Linked DNA regions of Mus musculus: regions 1, 2, 3 and 4 are each linked to region 5. Evidence: chromatin contacts called from public HiChIP or PLAC-seq and promoter capture Hi-C data. All regions are on one chromosome and are shown on one strand. Each heading gives the region's core, a stretch centred on a gene start, on an enhancer-like site or on the middle of the called end of the contact. The rest is flanking DNA. Distances are from core to core; before and after follow the strand shown.

The links. Promoter capture Hi-C pulls out the DNA fragments that hold promoters and counts their contacts. HiChIP or PLAC-seq counts read pairs in DNA pulled down with a chosen protein or histone mark.
Region 1: a contact with region 5 is called in a promoter capture Hi-C map of pre-B cells. The contact joins the promoter of Scfd1 here to the promoter of Heatr5a in region 5. A contact is called at or near these places in 6 of 39 promoter capture datasets (the C10 cell line, the HPC-7 cell line, hematopoietic stem and progenitor cells and 2 more) and 3 of 9 other capture datasets (adipose tissue, embryonic stem cells and liver).
Region 2: a contact with region 5 is called in a promoter capture Hi-C map of liver, with 4 times the contacts expected there. The contact joins the promoter of G2e3 here to the promoter of Heatr5a in region 5. A contact is called at or near these places in 4 of 39 promoter capture datasets (the C10 cell line, erythroid cells, liver and 1 more), 1 of 484 Hi-C or Micro-C datasets (embryonic stem cells), 1 of 115 datasets of contacts at active chromatin or transcription factors (bone marrow-derived macrophages) and 1 of 9 other capture datasets (liver).
Region 3: an H3K4me3 HiChIP or PLAC-seq map of stem cell-derived neural progenitor cells shows a contact between it and region 5, with 14 read pairs. The contact joins the enhancer-like site here to the promoter of Heatr5a in region 5. A contact is called at or near these places in 4 of 39 promoter capture datasets (cranial neural crest, liver and pre-B cells), 1 of 15 datasets of contacts at CTCF or cohesin (the NIH/3T3 cell line), 5 of 484 Hi-C or Micro-C datasets (CD4 T cells and embryonic stem cells), 18 of 115 datasets of contacts at active chromatin or transcription factors (bone marrow-derived macrophages, differentiating embryonic stem cells, embryonic forebrain and 8 more) and 2 of 9 other capture datasets (adipose tissue and embryonic stem cells).
Region 4: an H3K4me3 HiChIP or PLAC-seq map of bone marrow-derived macrophages shows a contact between it and region 5, with 4 times the contacts expected there. The contact joins the enhancer-like site here to the promoter of Heatr5a in region 5. A contact is called at or near these places in 4 of 39 promoter capture datasets (the 3T3-L1 cell line, cranial neural crest, epiblast stem cells and 1 more), 4 of 115 datasets of contacts at active chromatin or transcription factors (bone marrow-derived macrophages, embryonic forebrain, embryonic stem cells and 1 more) and 1 of 9 other capture datasets (embryonic stem cells).

Annotation. Positions count from the first base shown.
Region 1 is chr12:51,375,259-51,379,023 of GRCm38.p6, reverse strand. It overlaps Scfd1 (Sec1 family domain containing 1), which reads right to left and starts at 1,511. Exons shown (of 25, transcript NM_029825.3): 1 at 1,388-1,511. The coding sequence starts at 1,439. It overlaps G2e3 (G2/M-phase specific E3 ubiquitin ligase), which reads right to left. Exons shown (of 15, transcript NM_001015099.2): 15 at 2,038-3,765.
Region 2 is chr12:51,345,867-51,349,930 of GRCm38.p6, reverse strand. G2e3 (G2/M-phase specific E3 ubiquitin ligase) reads right to left here and starts at 1,701. Exons shown (of 15, transcript NM_001015099.2): 1 at 1,487-1,701.
Region 3 is chr12:52,491,054-52,495,139 of GRCm38.p6, reverse strand. No RefSeq gene overlaps it. Among named protein-coding and RNA genes, the nearest start is that of Gm35135, 12 kb to the right of the region's middle. Within about 2 kb of position 1,624, at least 78 of the 459 cell types and tissues checked have an H3K27ac peak or open chromatin away from gene starts, as enhancers often do. A contact at or near this core is called in the NIH/3T3 cell line, adipose tissue and stem cell-derived neural progenitor cells, where this site is marked.
Region 4 is chr12:52,539,206-52,543,458 of GRCm38.p6, reverse strand. Arhgap5 (Rho GTPase activating protein 5) reads right to left here. Exons shown (of 6, transcript NM_009706.2): 2 at 823-970. Among named protein-coding and RNA genes, the nearest start is that of Arhgap5, 25 kb to the right of the region's middle. Within about 2 kb of position 1,963, at least 11 of the 459 cell types and tissues checked have an H3K27ac peak or open chromatin away from gene starts, as enhancers often do. A contact at or near this core is called in bone marrow-derived macrophages, where this site is marked.
Region 5 is chr12:51,969,501-51,973,268 of GRCm38.p6, reverse strand. It overlaps Heatr5a (HEAT repeat containing 5A), which reads left to right and starts at 1,948. Exons shown (of 36, transcript NM_177171.4): 1 at 1,948-2,066.

The DNA of each region.
Region 1 (3,765 bases), core at 262-2,761, 590 kb after region 5:
ATGGGTAGTAAAATCCAATTCATTTAGTTTTATTAAGATATTGGACCCAGGCCGGGCAATGGTGGCGCACACCTTTAATCCCAGCACTCGGGAGGCAGAGGCAGGCGGATTTCTGAGTTCGAGGCCAGCCTTGTCTACAGAGTGGGTTCCAGGACAGCCATGGCTACACAGAGAAACACTGTCTCGGAAGAAAAAAATAACAAACAAACAAACAAACAAACAAAGAAAAAGATATTATACCCAAACTTCTAAGAGAACTTGGGCTTCTGTTTGCTTGCAAATAAAATTAATTATCAAGCATTCTCAAATAATATTTGCTTACCATATTTTAAGTTATGCTTTACCGTTTTACTAAATTACCTACTGAGAAATGTAGAACTCAGTATGTTTTCTGTTAAGTATGCTACATTCAAATCTATCTTTTTTTTTTTTTAACACAAGGGAAGGAATCAGGCACAGTTCAAATTCTATTGCTATGTTGTATTGCTTGTAACCAATTGTTTTTCATACAAATAAGCATAGGTTCAAGAGAATTAAAGTTCTTTATCGCTTATGGACGATTTCTATTCTCTTTGGGAGTTACTAGATAAGTAGTATATGTAAGTCAGTTCTGATTTATACATATCACATTATATATGATATACGTATAGGTAATTATTCTGGGGCCAATATACATACATTAAGTTTCTAGAGTTTACTGAAAATAAGGAAAATCAGGTGTATCTCACATGTAAAAAAAAAAAAAAAACTAAACTAAAACCAAGGGAAGAAATATGTATCTTTAAATTTTTACTTTATAAATGGGTGTACAAATATGCTCTACTTAAGATACAACTGTTCTATATTTTAAGATTATTATCTGTGGAACAACTGAAAGAGGACGCTGTTAATTTGATTTGACATTCCGAAGTCTCTTCCAGCTTTATCACCTGGCATTTTCCATCAGCTTCTCCCAAAGGGTCCAAAGATGATGGCATAAAGTAAGGTGCTCGGAAAAGAATACTTAGATTTTGTAATCATGGCTCAAGTGTCAAAAACAGGTTTTTTTAAAAAAAACCCTAAAACTGAAAGTGAAAACCAAACCGACCTGGGAGACTTGAAATACGAACACAAACCTATAGACCTCGTTAAGTGACAAGACAGGAAAGAAAACACCAGCTGCTGGTCCTTGCCCTGATGGCCTTCTAAAACTCGGCAATTAAAAAATAAGTAGCTAGCACTGTAGCAAGCAGCCTGTGGTAAAGGCTGTGAAGCTTACAGGCATCTCTTCCCCACAACCTCAAAACGGAGCAGCTCTCAAAGCTCAACTCCGAGCTGTACGAACAACCCAGAGATGATGACAGGCCGCTGCTGAGGCACACACTGCAGAGAAGGAAATACCGAGTACCTGTTTGCCTCTCCCGAATGCTGGCCGTGGCCGCCATCTTGCTTCCCACCATCCACTGCCCGGCTGGCACTGGGAGCCCGAAGATGACGTGGCCCTACCTCCCGCGCCGGAAGCAGAACCAGGAGGCGGGCTATGGCGGCAGCCGGCCCGCCTCCCCGGTCCCAGCCCTCGCCTTTCCTCACAGACATTGGTGTTTGCAGATTTCCCAGCAGCGTTTCTAACTAATCGGGGCGAACCTCCCGAGGTCGCTACTCTTAAACCGCTTCTCAGGGCATGGGCGTGGTGGAGCGCTTACAATCTAATTGATAGTGCACTTCTCATCAAGTTTAAATCCTCATAAAAATTTACAAGGCCAAATGAGACGCCAGAAATTGCGTTTTCTTGATTTCCATAACAGTAGTGTCCCTTCCCTCTTTCCTCTGGGGGGGGAGGGGGGGGGGAAACTACAAGCGTGGTAATTTATTCCGTTTGATTTCTTCAGGAAAGGGCTTTGGCCTGCTAGGGTATAAAATCACAGAAAAGCCAAATGGCAGAATTTCCTCTCAGTAGTGCAAATTAAAAAAACAAATGATTGTGAGCAGAATCCGGATGATCACAGCCAGGTTTGGTACATTTAGAGCCCTGTGATTATGAAATAAATCTCACATCGACCATTTTCATAATAGATTTTATTAATGTCAAAAATATATACAATGACAACTTATTACCAATCAATGAACCCACCGATGACACTGCATTATGGATTAATTCTCAGGCAGTCAGATTCTGAAATGAAATCATACTTTCAAAAATTTGGCTTTCAAAATTATACAAATAATTTATCTTATTTTTTAAAATCAAGATTGCATTTTTTTTACAATAAAAACACATTTGACAGATGTAGATACCTATTTTTATAAAGTTACAACAGGTTATCTATAACTACCAGTTTGTGCCCTAGGGGAAGTATCTCAATTCTGGTGTCCATGGACTCTTGAGCAGAATGGCTTTCCCACCTTCCAGTGAGTTTAATCTTACTCACCTGAGAATCCCCACTTTTAAGTACAAATTTGTCATTTGACCATTTAAGTTCCATACTAACTCCTTCCAAGACTATAAGGCACATTATCATAAAATACTAAGACATTTATACAGTGTGCATGTTTCTGTCCAATGGTGTAATGTGGGGAGTAAACATAAAGATATATATATTCATTAGAAGAGTAACTATATAGAACAGTCCTGCAAAGCTACGACCAAGAATGATATTAATGTTGATTATAAGAATAAAAATCATGACTTCAGAGTTAGATTTATTGTAGCTGTTTAACTCCAGATTTTTTGGTTTAAATAATTGAACATCAAGGGATAGTTTTATCTTAGAAAATTTGCTAAAAACAGTTTGTTTCTTGAGTTCAAGGAGCTCTCAGACAAGAAGAGTAAAGATTTTGGATCTTACCCACTTTAATAACATCAGCCTCGTAAATGGACTACTTGTTTAAGACAATCCTGGAAATAGGGAAGGGGTTCAGTATGAGGCAAGAAGGGGAGTATGACCAAAGCTCATTACACACATGTATGCATGTGTCGTGACAGCCTGTTTTAAACAATTACATACTAATAAAAAGGAAAAGAAACACATCTGCACTAAAAGACCACCCCATCCTTATTAGATGCCTGACACAGCTAGAGACATGCAAGCAGAGAACACTTCAACTGAGAAAATGGCTCCATGAAACCAGGAAGTAAGCAACCCTGAAAGGCATTTTCTTAATTAGTGGCGAATGGGAAGGGCCCAGCCCGTGTGCAGTGCCACCCTGGACTAGTGGCCTTGGCTTCTGTAAGAAAGCAAATGAGCAAGCCATGGAAAGCAAGGCAGTAGGCAGCAATCACTTTGTATCAACCCCCACCAGCAGACTCCTGCCTTGACTTCCCTCCTTGAGGAACAGTGCTATTCTGCCTTTCTGTCTCAAGATTCCCAACACATTTATTTAGTTTATATGAACACTTCACAACTTCACATTTTAGTGGCATAAAAACATTTACTTAGAAATGTTATTGTTAAATGTTCATGCTTTTTTTTTTTTTTAATGTTTTGGTCATACTTTAAAATTAAACCCAAGGCCTTCCACATACTAGCTAGGCAAACCATTCTACTACCAGGCCAAATCCCCAGCAGTATTTGTTTTGATATATTTTAAACAGGCCGACTTATAAACTACTTCTACACAGATTCTAATATACAGTGGGTAGTGGAGTATATTTGAAGGTGGTCAAAAATAGAACTTGAAAACTGGGTCTCTTTTAAGGACTACAAAATTTCCCAAGTTACAGATAATATAAATTCAAATAATTCATCATTAAATGTGTTTAATGATTTACACTGCATTACCTGAAGC
Region 2 (4,064 bases), core at 452-2,951, 620 kb after region 5:
GGAAATGCATGCTATAGTTACATCATGGTTAGTAGCTATATTTTTGGCATCTTGTTCTCATACATGTAATAGTTCCTAGAATTCCCACAATAATCACACAAGGAAGTCTTTATCCCCATTACCTAAGAGACTTTAATCAGAGAGGCTAAACAGCTTCCCTAGTCAAGGTCACACAGCTATGAGGTCCTAGGGATGGGAATTCTAAGCAAGAAGTCTGGTTCTAGTTGTATGTCTTTAACTAATATATTACCAGGTTGTTCTAGGAAGTCCATGTTTTGAAACCTCTGGTAGACTAGTCTAACTTTTCAGTTAAAAGGCATTATCCAAGTCCATCCTCTAGAAAGTTAAAATCTCTGATGTTTGAGTACAGGCCATCAGCTTGGGAGCCCTTATAGGAAGGAGTATGCATACAATGAAGTGTGACATTTACTGATGTGGGTAAACAACAACAAAACACAACCAACCAAACAAACAAACAAAAGGCACATTAGGATACAGAAAATCTACAACAGGTTACTTGCTGGTACCATTTAGGAAGCTAGCAGATCTGACTGCACTGTTTGAGAAAGGCCAGCCAATAGCTTTGTGGCAGACTCATTGAAAACACTTTCAATGATCTTCCTTTTTAATTTTTTTCCTACTTGAATATCGAAAACAGCATTCATTAGCAGGCATGAAAGAGGATGAAGAAATGGTCTTACTTCGGATGTTACTAAGTACCACTTTAAAATGTTTAAGCATTTTTAACGACACCGTCACCCAGTTGGTAAAACCTTAAAAGGATGTTACCTTTTTTCTACAAAACACACAAGCAACCTGTCAGTTTTTAATAAGGCAAAGTATATAACTTGTTTCAAAAGAAAGTTTATGTTTACCGTGTACATCTCAGCTATTCAAAAAAGTGTGGCTTTTTGTCGGGGTTTGTGAGAGTCCAGTTCATCATAAAAGATGAACAACAAAAACAACAAAAAAACAAACAAGCAAAAACGCCCGAAGAAAACTCAATTCCTGAGGCACTGAGTCCCTCTAAAATAACTCGATAATAACAATCACCAAATGAATGAAGAGGGTGAAAAGCGGGGACGGGACGGAACGGGTGGGGGTTGGGGGTGACACTAGACCCTATCCCCATTGTTAGCAAACTTAACATCTGTGAGCCACCGCTGCTACTGTAGCCAGTTTAAATGAGCAATAGGGCTCGGATTTTTGCGGTACACAAGAAGTGTCAAGGTGTGAAAGAAAAATACCCCGGTTTTAAACACAAAGGATACTCGGATTTCAGCTTAAATCCCCTCGAGGCATTTCAAGGCTGTCATTTCTCTGCGGTGAGGGACCGGTCTCAAGAGCAACTGGGAGCCACAACGGGCACCCCTCCGTGAAGCCCTCCCCCCTTCCCTCTTTAATTAATAAAGAGCAGCTCGGGGCTCGACAGCGGCAGGGCGCGGACGTCCAGCGCGTGGAGAAGCCCCCTACCGCTCACACCTACCCGGCCGCCCGTGACACCTCCGTCTGTCCCCGGGCACGTCTTCACCAGGCGCGGGGCACAAGTCCCAGGCTCGCCGCGTTACCGCTCACGTCGACCGCAGCGCTGCCGTACGCCCAACCCGCTCAGCCCCATCCAACGGCTCGCACAATTCAAATTCGTCGTCCACTTCCGTTTGCGACCCGGAACCCACGGCTGCTCGGCCCCTCCCCGGGGAAGTGGACGCAGGGAGGCTGCGTCTGCGCCTTGGCTTTCGGGGTGGGGGTGGGAATGAAGTTCGGGCGTGCGCGCAGGGGTGGCTGCGCGGACCCGGCCAGGAAAACAACTCCCGGTCCTGCACGTCCGCGGAGGCGTGCGGAGCGCACCAGTCACCCCCCAACAGGCCACACGCTGGGAGGAGGCTTGCCCATGCTAATGAGAAGGCGCGCGAAGGCGAATTCTCCCGGCCCTCTCCCGCAAGGAATTCTTTTGCATCACACTTCCCTATTGTCCTAAAAGTTCCTCGCTTGGCTCTGGGAGGTCGGTTTTCTTCAGCGAGGGCCAGAATGAAAATTTTAATCCCAGAGATGTCTGGAGTTTCTGAAAGGATTACATTTGAGGGGGTTTAAGAGACTTCCACAAGCATTTAGATCTTTTAGGCAGATATCTGAAAGATCAGAACTGTAAGCATTAGAGCTAGGATTAATAGCGGGTCAACTAACACCTGATAGAACGGATTCGCACTTGATTTATCCTAGCGGCGCTTCCTCAGCGCCTTTCAAAACACAACTTGAAAGATTTGCTGGATTTCTAGAATCTAGATACCTAACACGAAGGTAGATTGTAATTTTTAACCGATGTAACGTTTTTTAACAGTGGGAAATGATGTTTAACAATAAAGTATGACTCCTCAGCTATTGGATTTTGTATGCTGATACTGAAAGCGTTCAAAGATAAGATTTTGAAATACTAAGAAGCCAACTTTAGAAGGACTATGTAATGCCCTTCTCTTGAAGTATGTATGTGTGTGCCTGTGGCAATACAAAGTTTCAGGATGGGAGAGCAAACTGTACTAATTAATCAAATCTGGCAGTGTGATTGGTAAATAGGGAGGGCAAAAGGGGGAGGAATTTTTTTTAACGTTATAAACAGCTGAATATTCAGATTAAGACTATTTGATACTGCCAAATTTGTGTTAGGAATGGAATATATTCTAAATACAGAAACAGGCAGGGTAAATGAATGTGTGAATGTATCTTAGTTGGCTAGGTTGTTTACATTCGTTCAACAGTAATTGAAGGTCTGGAGACAAGGACCAGCAGCAAAGAGCAGTGGCTGCGTTTCCATTGGTCCTGGATTCAATTACAGCACCCACATGATGGTTCACAACCTGGAACTTGAGTTTCAGGGAATCCGGTCTCCTCAGGTACTGAGCACACAAGATGTGCATACACGCAGGCAAAATACCCGAACACATAAAATAAAATAAAAACAAAAATTAAGAATGATGTAGTCGCAGGGCAGTGGTGGCACATGCCTTTAATCCCAGCGCTTGGGAGGCAGAGGCAGGCGGATTTCTGAGTTCGAGGCCAGCCTGGTCTACAGAGTGAGTTCCAGTACAGCCAGGGCTATACAGAGAAACCGTGTCTCGAAAAAGCAAAACAAACAGGAAAAGAGAATGATATAGCCACATATTTTGCCCTTCTTTTGTTTTACTACTTAATTTTCCACATTAATATTATGTACCTGTTAAATATATATTGAAGGCAGAAACTAAATAAATGTTCCTATGTATTTTACAATCCGTTGCACTTTCTCTCCAGTAAGTTTTATCTTTCTCGGGAACTGAAAGTCTCAAGCTGACCTTCAAAAAAAGTTAAATATTCTGGGGTAGGCAGTGTAGTTCAGTTGATATAGTCAAGAGGTCTTGATTGGTTCATTGTCTCTTCCTGTTAAAGAATTGAAAGGCAGGAAAAATCCTGAGTATAACTGTCAGCATCACAAAAATCTCAATACCAGAGGCAGCATCAGCTACAGAAGGCAGTTCCTGGGATTGAGTAAACACACACAGTCCTACAGCAGACACATGGGGGGGGGGGGGGTTAATTAGCCCACAACTGTGGTGTAACCGGTCCTGATCTTGCCTTGAACCAGTTCTGCCAGTCTCTCAGCAGGGGGCCTGCGGAGAGGAGGCAGGAAGCCTACAGGGCCTTTGTTTTAAATTGCTGGGTTCTTTCCTCAAATCAAGATGGCGAGGAAGAAGCCCGCTGTTTTGAAATTTCCCACCTTTATATTCCCTTCCCTTGGCCTGCTCCTTACCTGTCTGCCAACCAGGGTGTCTAACTCCTAGTTTCTCATCGTGATAGAGCATTTTTCTAGTGCTTAATCTGTGGCACCATCAAAAAACAAACAAACAAAAACAAAAATCCACCCCACCCACAGAAATCCAAAATGTACAGTGTATTCACATTTCTTTGAGAATACTCCTTGTATTAGTCAGGGTTCTCTAGACTTACAGAATTTATAGAATGAATCTATATAAAAAGGTGATTTATTAGATTGACTTTCAGGCTGAAGTCCAGCTAATCCAACAGCGGCTGCC
Region 3 (4,086 bases), core at 375-2,874, 520 kb before region 5:
CCCAGCGGTTCTCAACTTTCTTAATGCCACAACACTTTAATACAGTTTCTCATGTTGTGATGACCCCCAACAATAAAGTTATTTTTGTTGCTACCTCAGAACTGTAATTTTGCTACTGCTATGAATTGTGATGTAAATATCTGGTATACAGATATCTGCTATGTGAACCCTAAGGGTCACAAACCCCAGAGGTTGAGAATCACTGATTTATAGATTCAGAAACTCTCCCCAACTCTACTTTAATTCTACCAAACTGACTCAAATCTTACTTAGTTCTAGTGTTTGGGCAGGGCAGGGGGGTGTTTTGTTTGAGTTGTTCATTTTATGTGTATGTGAGTGTTTTGCCTACATGTATGTGCACCATGTGTCTACCTGATACACATGGAGGTCAGAAAAGGGTAACGGAGACCCTGGAACTGGAGGTAAGGATGGTTTCGAACCACCATGTGTGTGCTGGGAATCAAACACGGTCCTCTGTAAGACAGGCAGCTGCTTTAATTTCTGAGCCATCTCCCCAGCACTGTGGTTTTGGTTTTTGTTTAATTTTGTTGAGAATTCTGGTTTTTCACATTTTTATTTTTGTTGTGTGCGTGTTTGTTGTAAGACAGAGCATTGTGCTGTAGCTGAGGGTGACCTGAACCACAAATGCCTCCTGTTTAGGCTCCTGAGTGTTGGGACTGTAAGGTGCATCACACGCCCAACATGGTGGGAGCTGATAAGCTGATTATAGGGAAATAGTTTTTAGTTTACCTTTAATTACTAGAATAATGTTCTACATAGAGTTTTGCATATTCAGAAAATTCAATTATGACTTTAATTTGTATAGAAATATGAATAATTAAATAACCTGGAAGAAAAGAAATGGAAACATTAACAGTGGCCACGTCTGGGTCTAAAACGATGTGCTCCTGTTCTGTGCCATATGTATTCACGGATATTTAAACTTCCTTAGTCTTGAAAATAACAGGAGATGATTTGTAACACTGTGCATTGCAAATCACATCTGCCTACTTAAAACCTCCTTTGAAATATATTTACTTGGACAGTATAATCCACACAGGGTTTGAGTCTTGGGTCAACTTTTCTTTGGCGCACTACTCTGAGTCATCCTCTCATTGAATAGCCATTAATTCCAACCCTCTGTGTGCCAGTCTGTGATTCTGCCATCATAGGAAAGGAAAGGCATGAATCCTGCTGGCGACATGTTCATTTTCTGGTTTTAGAACTAGTAAGATGTAGGGCTATAGATTATGGCTTTTGGTGAGGAACAAATACATCTCTCAATTTCTGTCACACTCTAATAGCTTCATCACTCATGGTTTCTCGTTTTCAATACAACAGGCACAATACGGTCTTTTGGAGATTGAAAAATGCGAAGGATGATAATTTCTCCTCTAGCAAACTGACCGCTGGTTTACCCAAATAACTTGTGTGCCGAGGGCACTTTCAAAGCACACAGTGTGAATGTTAAAGGCCCTCTGAATGAACCCCGTTGTTTCCCTCTCCTATTGTCAGATATGTAGTCTCGTGGTTTTGAGTTTTGGCAGTCTTCAGGTTAGGGCCATGCCGCCCAGAGGAATAGAGGCCACTCCGAGACTGAGTGAACTCTTGTTTTAACTGGCATATAGCTGTTTTTATTTGGGTTTCTGTGGAATCTGGAAGCCTGCAACTCATCCAGAATAAGGGCATTCCACAAATTCCATTTCATAAAAGCCAGTCACTCTCTCAGACACTGTTTCAGTTTCCTTCAATGTAACTAAACTTTTAGCAGACATTCCAGGGAAAGTGATGGAGGGAGGAGCCTTAAGATAAGCATTACTCGGGATTCTGGCCCAGTCCGTCCTCCTGAGTGTGTTGATAGTATTAGCCGCAGAATCATAGCAGTAAAGGAAATAACAACCAAAATATATTTAAACAGTTAAAATGTCAAGTCAATTAGAGGAATTCACAAAATCCCAGAATTTAAAAAAAAATAAATTTATATATACCAAATGATCTAACACAAATGAGATTCAAGCTTCCTCGGCAACCTGTACTTTCTCACGTTGTTTAAATAGAAACCAGGTTTTGTGCATGGTCAAATTTTTTAGCCTAAAAAAATTTTCATTTTTTTTTTCTTTTAAAGCAATAATTTAATTGGAACTCAAATGCTTTAGTTGTTGCTATAGTTTCCCCCTCCCCGCTTCCCCTATGAAACAGGGTCTCCTGTAGCCCAGGCTGTGCTCCAACTTGCTAGTAATTTAGGATTATCCTGAGCGCTAATCCTCTGCCTGGATTTGGCAAGTGCTGGGATTACAGGCTTGTGACACCAGGCCCAGTGGAACAGAAATAGTCTCCACATGTGGGGTCTGTCTGTCTCCCTGTCCTTCTGTTGCTTCTCTATGTGTCTGTCTCTCTCTGCCTCTCTGTCTCTCTGTCTCTTCCTATGTAGCCTGGTTGGCCTCAAACTCACCCAGTTTTAGTTTCATTTTACCTGCCTCCACCTCCCCACAGGCTGGGATTAAATGCCTGTGCCACCACACCCAGTCCCAAGGTCTCTCCTTTGATTGGAGATAAGGAACATATACTGGGTGAACATCAGACCTACAGAGGAAATGAGACCTTCTGATGTCCAGTTGCTTTGTGGATAAGCAATGAGCGTTGTGTCCTGACATCCTTCTTCAGGCTTCTGAGGAGAAGGGAGTCTCCTCAAACTGTTCTCAGTCACACACACCTTTAACTCTGTGAGACGGTCACAGACTGACTTGTGCTGCTGTCTCCTCGCCTTTGTGTAATTTAATAAAAATGGCTGCAAGTGTACGAATCCGAGCTGAGGTAACTGCAATGCTTCTGCTCGAGAAGGAAAGTGTTTATTTAAATCTCTGAAAGACACAGTGTGGGATCCACATGGGATGAGCTTCCACACCATAGGGCGGAAGAGAAGGATCTTGACTGTGCTGAATCCAAAGATGCCACTGGGTCTTGTGGGCCTCTGCTGAGCTGTTTAAACACCAGGAGGATTGGAGGCATTGCACTTCTTCATGCTGGCTGACTAGATACATCCTCTCTTGAAAACTTTGTCAAATTTATCAAATAGACTCATCTTTGCTATTGAGTTGAGCTTCTTACTCCTTCTGGACTTTACCAGTATTTTCTTCCAACCTCACTCTGTTGACTGCTTTCTTTGATACACAAAATACTTTGTAGCCTGATACAAACACAAGACTTTTAGATCTTATAGATATGTAACTAGTCCATTTTGAAATATATAGATATATAGATATCTATATATCTCACATACACACACACATGCATATATATATATCTTGAGAGCTAAGTAGTGTCTAGCTTCATTCTTCTGCTTATGGACACCCCATTTTGCCAGCACCATTTGTTGAGGAAACTGTTCTTTCTTCATAGCGAGGTTGCTGCATCTTTATTGCAGGCCAGCTCCAGTGGCATTTGTAGGTTTCACTCCAGGCACTCTACTCTTTTTCTTTGATCTGTGCTATCTGTTTTTATGTCAATACCATGGTACTTTGATTGCTACAGCTTTGAAGTGTGTTTGGGGTTAGGTAGTACCATGGCTTCCCTTTGCTCTTTGTGATCAGAATAACTTTGGTTGCTTGGGATTAGTTGTTGTTCCTCCATATAAACTGTAGGACATGCAAATCAATGAGACACCACCACTTTATGCCTGTTAGGAAGACCGTCTTCTCCAAAAGTCACAAGTGTTGTCAAGGATGCAGAGGAGGGGAGTCCTGACACACTGCTGGTGACAATGTGAGTTAGTGCACCCGTATGGAAACAGTATGAAGGTGCTTCAAAAAAACAGTCGTCATATAATACACAGCACAACTACTAGTTGTAAACCCAAAAGAAATGAAATCAACCTTTTGAGGATATATCCTTATATTTATGTTTACTGCAGGGTTATTCACAATAGCCCAAAACTAGAAACAGCCTAAGCATCAGTTGAGAGAATATGAAGCAAAAAATATGAAGGAAAGAATATGAAGAATGTGGAATGGGGTCCATGTCATTTTTATAACATGAACAGAACTGAAATTGTTATATAAAGTGAAATTAAACCCAGAAAGACGGGGT
Region 4 (4,253 bases), core at 714-3,213, 570 kb before region 5:
ATCACTCAGGCTCATGGTTAACTTGAGTTCATTTAAAATATGCTCAATAGCCAGGCATCTTGGTAAATGCCTTTAACCCCAGAATTCAGGAGGTAGGTAGAAACAGGAGGATCTCTGTGAGTTTAAGGACAGACTGGTTTATACAAAGTTTCGTAACTACAAAGTGAGACTCTGTCTCAAAAAAATAAAATACACTCAAGTATAACTTTTCCAATCTATTCCCCAACTCTTTCTAGCTCAACTTTCAGTTTTTCCATTTTTAATATTTATTATATTGCAACAAAACAAAAATGCATACTTGTTTTTAAAACTGTGAGGCATCTATACATACCATATAAACATAATTTGAACCATATAAAATGACATCAAGCGATACGGCTGAATAAGTACTAACACCACACAGAATGAACTGCCATTTATAAATGTATAATCATGGCTTTAACTTTCAAAGAAAATTACCCACGTGAGGAGTAAGTAACATAAACAGTATCAGGTTTAATTTTAATAAGATATTTTAATTACTGACTCAAATCAGTAGCAATCTATTAATATAAAGTTATTATAAATTTAAGACTTAGGTAAGTTTAACACTTTAGCTTTCAGCATATTTATTATGTTCAAGAAAAGATCTTCAAAATCACTATTGAGTAACAATGAAAAGTTCAAGTATGGGACAGCTACCTGCAGAGTGACTAAGATGACACTAAGTAATGGGAACATGAAGGCTAAAATACAGTTTTAACATATCACATTTAACAAACTATTATTGTAGCAAAAATGAAAATATAAATCAAATCTCATGTATTTATTCTTCTAGCCTACCTGTGTCTTCAATAAATTCCACACATTTTTCAACAAATAGTGGTATAGGCTTCTCAGCTGTAACCAGATCCTGGAGGGGCATCCCAAAGTAATTACTTTCCCAATTTCTACGTGTTGGTGGGTTGAAGGTCTTAGTTTTCTTTTTCTGCTACAAGAAAACATATTCAAATTAAAACTATTAATGTTTATCTTCTCCAGATTATTACCAGACAATGTAAATAAGTACTTTGGAGCAAAAGAAGTATTTAAAAACTACATCCAACCCAAATGCCTAGTAATATCAGCCCTGATAAATTCTGCTAGATAAAAACTAAACAATAGAGACAGAAATGAATGGGGGGAGGGGATGCAGAGGGGGAAGCTGACTATAAGAAAATGGTCTCTTTGGAAAGAGTCTAGAGGTTAGAAAAATTAAATAGCAAGAGATTGGGAAAAAAAGTAATTTTTCAATGTTACCACAAAGATACCAAATATCCTTCCTCATTTTATATGTGGTCTATCTAGCCTTTGAGGTAAACTGTGGTTTCATCTAACTTTTATTTGTAAGAACACATTATTCTTGATTGATTATAAATGAGACTCCATAAACTTTTAATTGTCACTATCAGCCTTCTTTCCCATTCTTTACTATCTCTTACATTTTAACATCTAGACATTTCATTGTCTAAAGAAACATACCAAACATCTTCAGAAAAGGAAATAATTAAACAAGAATTTCAAAATCTAGTATCAGAAAGAAAATGGATTCTTCACTAGGAAGTGAACATGTCAAAAACATAGTGAATAGTGTCTGAAATCCACTATTCAGAGGATTCTACCTCAACCTTTCTGGATTAGATGTTATCTCTGTAGGTAATTCTGTTGCAAACACCCAGCTGGGGATCTCTGAAGACTAGAAGGATGAATTTTTCAAACATAAAAAGTTAGAGCACTTGACAACCCAGATTTTTCCGTCTAACTTCATCTACATTTTTTTATTCTCCCTGAAAAAGCGAACCAAACCACCAGACAAAAACTAATAACCACACCTTCCCCTCCACTCACAAACCTATTCATTTAATCCATTAGTACTGTTGCTGACTTACAAATAGGAGAAAAGTGGAAGGAATAGCAGAAGAAGCACAGATACCATCATCATACCGTATGTCCCCAAATAGCTCTCACTTCCCCTATTCTTTCTACAGAAAACTTGTTTTAGTCTCTAGACTGGATATCTTGAATATTTTAGTCCTTTCAATTTCGGGTTCTTTCACCCAGCAAAATGTCAGAGCTCATAAAAATCTAACTTTCAAATCCCCAGTCACTAACACTTTCTGGTAAGAAAGAATATACACCTCTTGTTAAGTACAGACTATTTACAACAGGTCATTAGAGTGTTCTAGTGCAAAATCTAACTTGCCTATAATTTTATTCTCCAAATGACCATCACCAAAACAGCTCTGTGCAAGGAAGTAGATGAGACTGTAACTTAAAAGGTAGATAGAGGTAAAAGTGGCTTCGTTCTTTTTCTTGGAGAAGTGAGATGCTTTTTAAGCTACAAACTAATAACTGTATTAGAATTTGAATGGAAAATAAAATCTGAAGCAAAACTGATTTTGTCTGTTTATAGAAATAATGCAAATTGTTAAAAAAATAAAAAAACAAACCCAAAATACGCAGTAATTTAATCAACATCAATGCCTAGAATCTAGTAGCATGAATAGAAAAGAATTCTTAAGTCTGCAACATCAAAAAGTTATTTTCTTAAGAGTAAGATATCTGGAACTGGACAGATGGCTCAGTGGTTAAGATAGTCTACTGCTCCTACAGAGGACTTGAGTTTGGTTCCCAGCACCTATGCTGGGTGGCTCCACAAGGACCTGAGGTTTCTGGCATTCATAGATACTTGTACTCATATGCACATACCTATATGCATGAATAGACATGGGGCACACACATACATATAATTAAAAGTAATTTTTGAAAGTCAACTAACTAGGTAAGCCTTAATTGTTGCAATTCACTCCTAAGAAATACTATTTTTATTATTTGCCTTTCAAAATCAATTTGAACTCTGAGATGACAGAAATATCCCAATTGAGGATGGGGAGAGGAAAAAAAAATAGACTTCACTTTGTCTTAGAATGCCTATTTCACTAAATTTGGGGGTTAATAAAAGGAAGCAGACCAGGTATGATGGTGCACACCTTTAATACCAGCACTCAGGAGGCAGATCTCTTTGAGTTCAAGGCCAGCCTGGTTTACAAAGTAAATCCAGGACATCCAGGGCTCTGTTACTCAGAGACCCTGTCTTGAAAAACCTTAATAAACGAACAAGCAAATAAATAAACAAAGAAATGGAAGTAAAATAAGGTAGAATACCTAACTCAAAAGTGTATTTCAGGACTAAAAGTTAATTTTGAAATTTAAACAGATTTGGTGCTGGTAATCTAATACAATAAACAGACAGTCTTATAGGAAGGACCTTTTAACCAACTTTAAACTTTTTAGGTCTGCTCTAATAATCATTATAGGGGGAGGAGGTTAACCTATGTGACAAGTTACTTTTCAAATGATGCCGCAAAAGAAGTTTACATGCTAAAAAGTCCATCAGGGCAGGGCACATGGGTACACAGCTATGACCTTAGCACTTGTGAGGCTGAGGCAGGACTGCTGCCAGTTCAAAGTCAGTCTGGGGCCAAAAAATGAACTCAACCTAGGGTATGCATAGAAACTGTTTAAAGAAGAAAAAGAAAAAGAAAAAAGAAAAGCTTTAGATCAGATTATCTCTCAAATGAGTTAAAATGCATACAATTCTTTGTTGTTGTTATCCTACAATTTGTAATTCTTAGCCAACAGAATCAATCCAGGGAGTTCTTCACAAATTTAAGAATTTGTAGGATTTCATTATGGAGCCCAGAGTTGTTCTCAAATTAAAATATTTGTTTCCCTCTACCTCCCAGGATTTACATGCCTGACAAATGCAGGATTTTAAGCTTTCCACATACTATTAAGATCCATCTCTCAGCTAGCTACTGATCTATACAGCTATTAATCCATACTAATTCAACATAATTTTTTTGTTTATTTGTTTGTTTGTTTGTTTTCGAGACAGGGTTTCTCTGTATAGCCCTGGCTGTCCTGGAACTCACTCTGTAGACCAGGCTGGCCTCGAACTCAGAAATTCGCCTGCCTCTGCCTCTTGAGTACTGGGATTAAAGGTGTGTGCCATTACCACCCTGGTGCCATTTTAAAATCAAATCTTATGTTTGAAAAAAACATACTCACAATAAAACAAATATTGTATTTGCAAATAATGTAAACTTTGTTATCAATTAAGTGTACAGCAGATAGTTTAAAGCCTCAGTATGGATAAATAGGACCAGGAAGAGAAATAGTTTTCTTCCCCAACTTAGTACAGTTAATATTAGCAACATATAATAAATAATATT
Region 5 (3,768 bases), core at 699-3,198:
GTACACGTAGTCTTTACAATGTGTTATATCTTTTTAAATGTTTAGTATTAGAATGTTGGGAAATAACTCGAAACACAAAGACACAGAAGCCAAGAATGAATGAATGAATCTCCGACTGAGGAAACTTAGAATTTGATCATCAAAAGAGATGAAAGGGATGGAGACATAGCTCTATGCTGCTCAGGCAGAGGACCTTGGTTCAATTCCCAGCACCCACATCAGGCAGCCCACAACGACATCTGATGGCAGTTCTTAAAGCTCCAACACAGTCTTTAGACTTCCAAGGATACGGCATGCCTACGGTGCAAGTAAAGACAGGCATACCTACGTGCATATAACAAAACAAAACTGTAAGGAACTGAGATAAGCCCTGAGAGAATGTGTATTGTCGACTAAGGCATGGCTATGTCAAGGACCCAAGGCCTCAGACCCATGGGAGTGGCAAAGCCCTCTTCTGGGTCAAGGGTTTACTAATGATTGACCAAAGTGTGCAAAAACCCAGCAACTGCAGCTCACTACAGATACCTCTTATCAAGACTACTAGCCTCATGTTCTGAGGTTCCAGTGGGTTATTTCATAGTTGATGCCACTCCATTAAAATGTGCAGGGCCCACCTTAACCCAACTTTTCTGTGCCTGTGTTTGCCCTTTCTTCTTGCCCCAGTCAGGTTTCTAGGACCAAGCTGTACAGGATGCAACACAAAGAAAAGAAAAGGACACTCATTGCTCTTGCAGAGGACCCCAGTTCAGTTCCTAGCACCCACATCAGGGACCTCACAACTGCCTATAACTCTGATGCCCTCTTCTGGCCTCCATGGGCACTGCATGCATGTGGCACACATATGTGTAGGCCCACACACAAAAAGTTGTAAAAAGTAAATAGATAAATAATGGAAGAACACTATAATCAACTTAATGAAGTGGAACAATTCTATATCCAGTAATATAAATTATGAATTTCTAAACAAGGTTATTCACAGGTACCCTGAAACAAAATAGCTTCAGAAAATACATATTAATTACAAAGATGGAAAAAGGAGCTTTTTGAAGAGCAAACACCGACACATATGAACATGGAATCACTTGTGAGAGTCCTCAAAGATATCTAGTTTAAATCTAATCATGAATAAATATCAGACAGAATCAGAATGAAAGCCTTTCTATAAAAACAGTGAGCCAATAGTCTTCAAAGTTGTCAAGGTTGTAAATGTCAAAGACTAAGGAAGTATTCCAGATTGAAGATATGCATTGCAACTAGAAAGAACACTTATTTCGGAACTGAAGGCCTTTCCTTACAAGGAACATGATTGAGACAACCAAGAAACCGAGTGTATTGCATAAAGAATATCGCTATTGCAGTTATTATGACTATGTGTAAACTGCTTAGGAACACTGTGACATAATATTAGCAACTTAAATCTCAAAACCGTTCGGGGAATAATGTTTTTGAACTACGATTGCAACCTTCTTGTAAGCTTGTTTCAAAACAAGGGAAAAAAGTTACACTCAAAATCCTGATTATAGTGGAAAAACACATCTGACTCAGAGCCACGGACTCCGCGTGGAATCTTCACATAGTCCTTTTACAGTTAGGTTCCTGTTAAAAGTTCTTTAGAGTCCCTTCCTCGGGTAAGATTCCATCATATCCTCCTTCAGCTCCGGCCCTGCCTGAATATTTCCAGGCTCCTGAAGTGTCTGCCTTTTAAGCCGCAAGTGTAGATTCTGACTGGCGACAAAAATAGACAAAAATAGTTGTGGCCGGAATCTCCGGACTGGAGGACAGCACGCTGTCCTAGAAGTGACTTCTGCCTCAGGAGCTCCCATCGCTCTCTCGGCGGTGGAGTAGTCACGCCTGCCACAGTGTGCGCTCCCTGGCTCGGCGGGCGGCTGGCCAGCCTGGGCGCGGGAGGGGCCGGGCCCTCCCAATGGCCGCTCCCGCCGCGCTGTCAGCCCCGCCCGCCCTCCCAGCTCCGCATTCGCCCGCGGGGAGCCGGGTGCCGCTGTGCTGTCGCGGAGCCGGGAACGTGGCACAGCCGGGACGGGTGTGAGCTCAGGGCGTCTCTGCAGGCAAGCCGGGAGATCCGGAGAGGAAGCTGGGGGCGGCGTGCTTAGGGACTGGGCGGGAGCGGCTGGAGCCGGGTGGCGCGGGTCCCGGGTGGGCGCGGTGCGGAGGCTGAGGACCCGGCCCGGTGGGACGGAGCCGAGGGGGACGGGGTCCCGGCTGCAGGCACAGACGGGACACGGGGGCTGACTGCGGCGTGGCGGGTTTCCTCCTCAGCCCAACAGGTAGGCGGGGTCGGCAGCTGCGGGGCTGGGACGCGGGAGGGGAAAGTCGGGGACCCGGTCGCCTGCCCCGCGGCTGGGGACCCGCCCTGCACCTCCAGGTCGGCCCCCAGCAGCAGAGAGTGGACGTTGCCAGAAGTTTCCAGGTCTTCTTAAGAAGGAAAGCCTTCGCCAGGGGCGTTTGCGGAGTCGGTGGAAACGTTTGTTTTTTATTTTCCTTTATTTGCTTATTTCACGCCAGCAAGAAAGAGATCATCTCAAATGATTGCAAATCGTTTGCAAATCGTTAGAAACTTCGTAAAGCACCTAATGGAACTTAGTAACCGTAACGTGTACCTCTGACAAGTTAAGGGAATTTGAACTCTCAGGTCAGACAAATTAGATGGTTTGTAGTCTTTTGGGTTGTGCGTGGTTTATAAGAATGCTAGTCACCCTAAAGGAACTAAAGAGCTTAGAGATAAGGAGAAGTTTAAGGAAGTAAAAAAAAAAAAAAGCCCTATAACAGTTCAGGACTTTGAAAAACAATGCTGGGAGATTAACTTAAGTTAACCCTAATGCAAGGTTGCCTGGTTTTATTTCGCAAACATCTTAGAGACAATGTCTGAGGATGAGGTTTGATTATTTATTTGAGACGGTCTCAAACCTGCCTCTGCCTTCAGAGTGTTGGAATTTAAGGGGTGCACTAATACACAGAGGCAAAGAATGAGATTTTAGATAAGCATCCAAAAACGAATAAAGCCAGGCTTAACGTTGCACATCTGTAGTTCTAGTATTTAGGATGTTGAGGCAGAAAAGGGGAGCGTTCCCAGCCAACCTAGGCTTAGGTAGAGAGAGCCACATCAGCTAACTCACTTTCAAAAAAAAAAAAAAAAAAAACGAACACCAGAGAGCAAGGAGGCAGTTTTACTAAGATAGGGGCGGGAGAATATTGGAGAGCGGATTGGTTGTGCTGTGGAATGCACTTACTTTACATAGATAGCTGTAGGTCAAGAATAAACTCCTGACTTAACCTTTGGTACTCTTTATGGATCCTTGATTAGGTTACCTTTACTTGTTCTTTAATTATATTAGCGTTTGATGTTAGTAGCAGGAAAATACAGAGTTCCCAAATAACGGGGGAGGGGGTGGGGAGGTAGTAATATGCACATGTATTCGAAGGTGCTTGCACCCAGGACTGTCTGCCCTGCTCTCACTTTCTGCTTTTTTGGAGCAGGGTCTTCTCCCTAAACCTAGAGAAAGCCCTAGCAGTCTTTCTGCCCGCCACAGCGGTGCAGTTAGAAGTGCCTGCCCCGTCCACGTTTTTTTGTGGGTTTGATCTCGGGCCTTCATTCTTGCTCAGCCAGCCTTCTTACTTGCTGAACCATCTTCCCAGAATCCCACAGAACCTTTAAAATTTCTTAATTACTATCTAAAATTAACACCATCAATTTAAACTAATGAATGTACTCTCTGAGGGGAAAATTAAGGTTCCTTGTCTTTGCCCTGT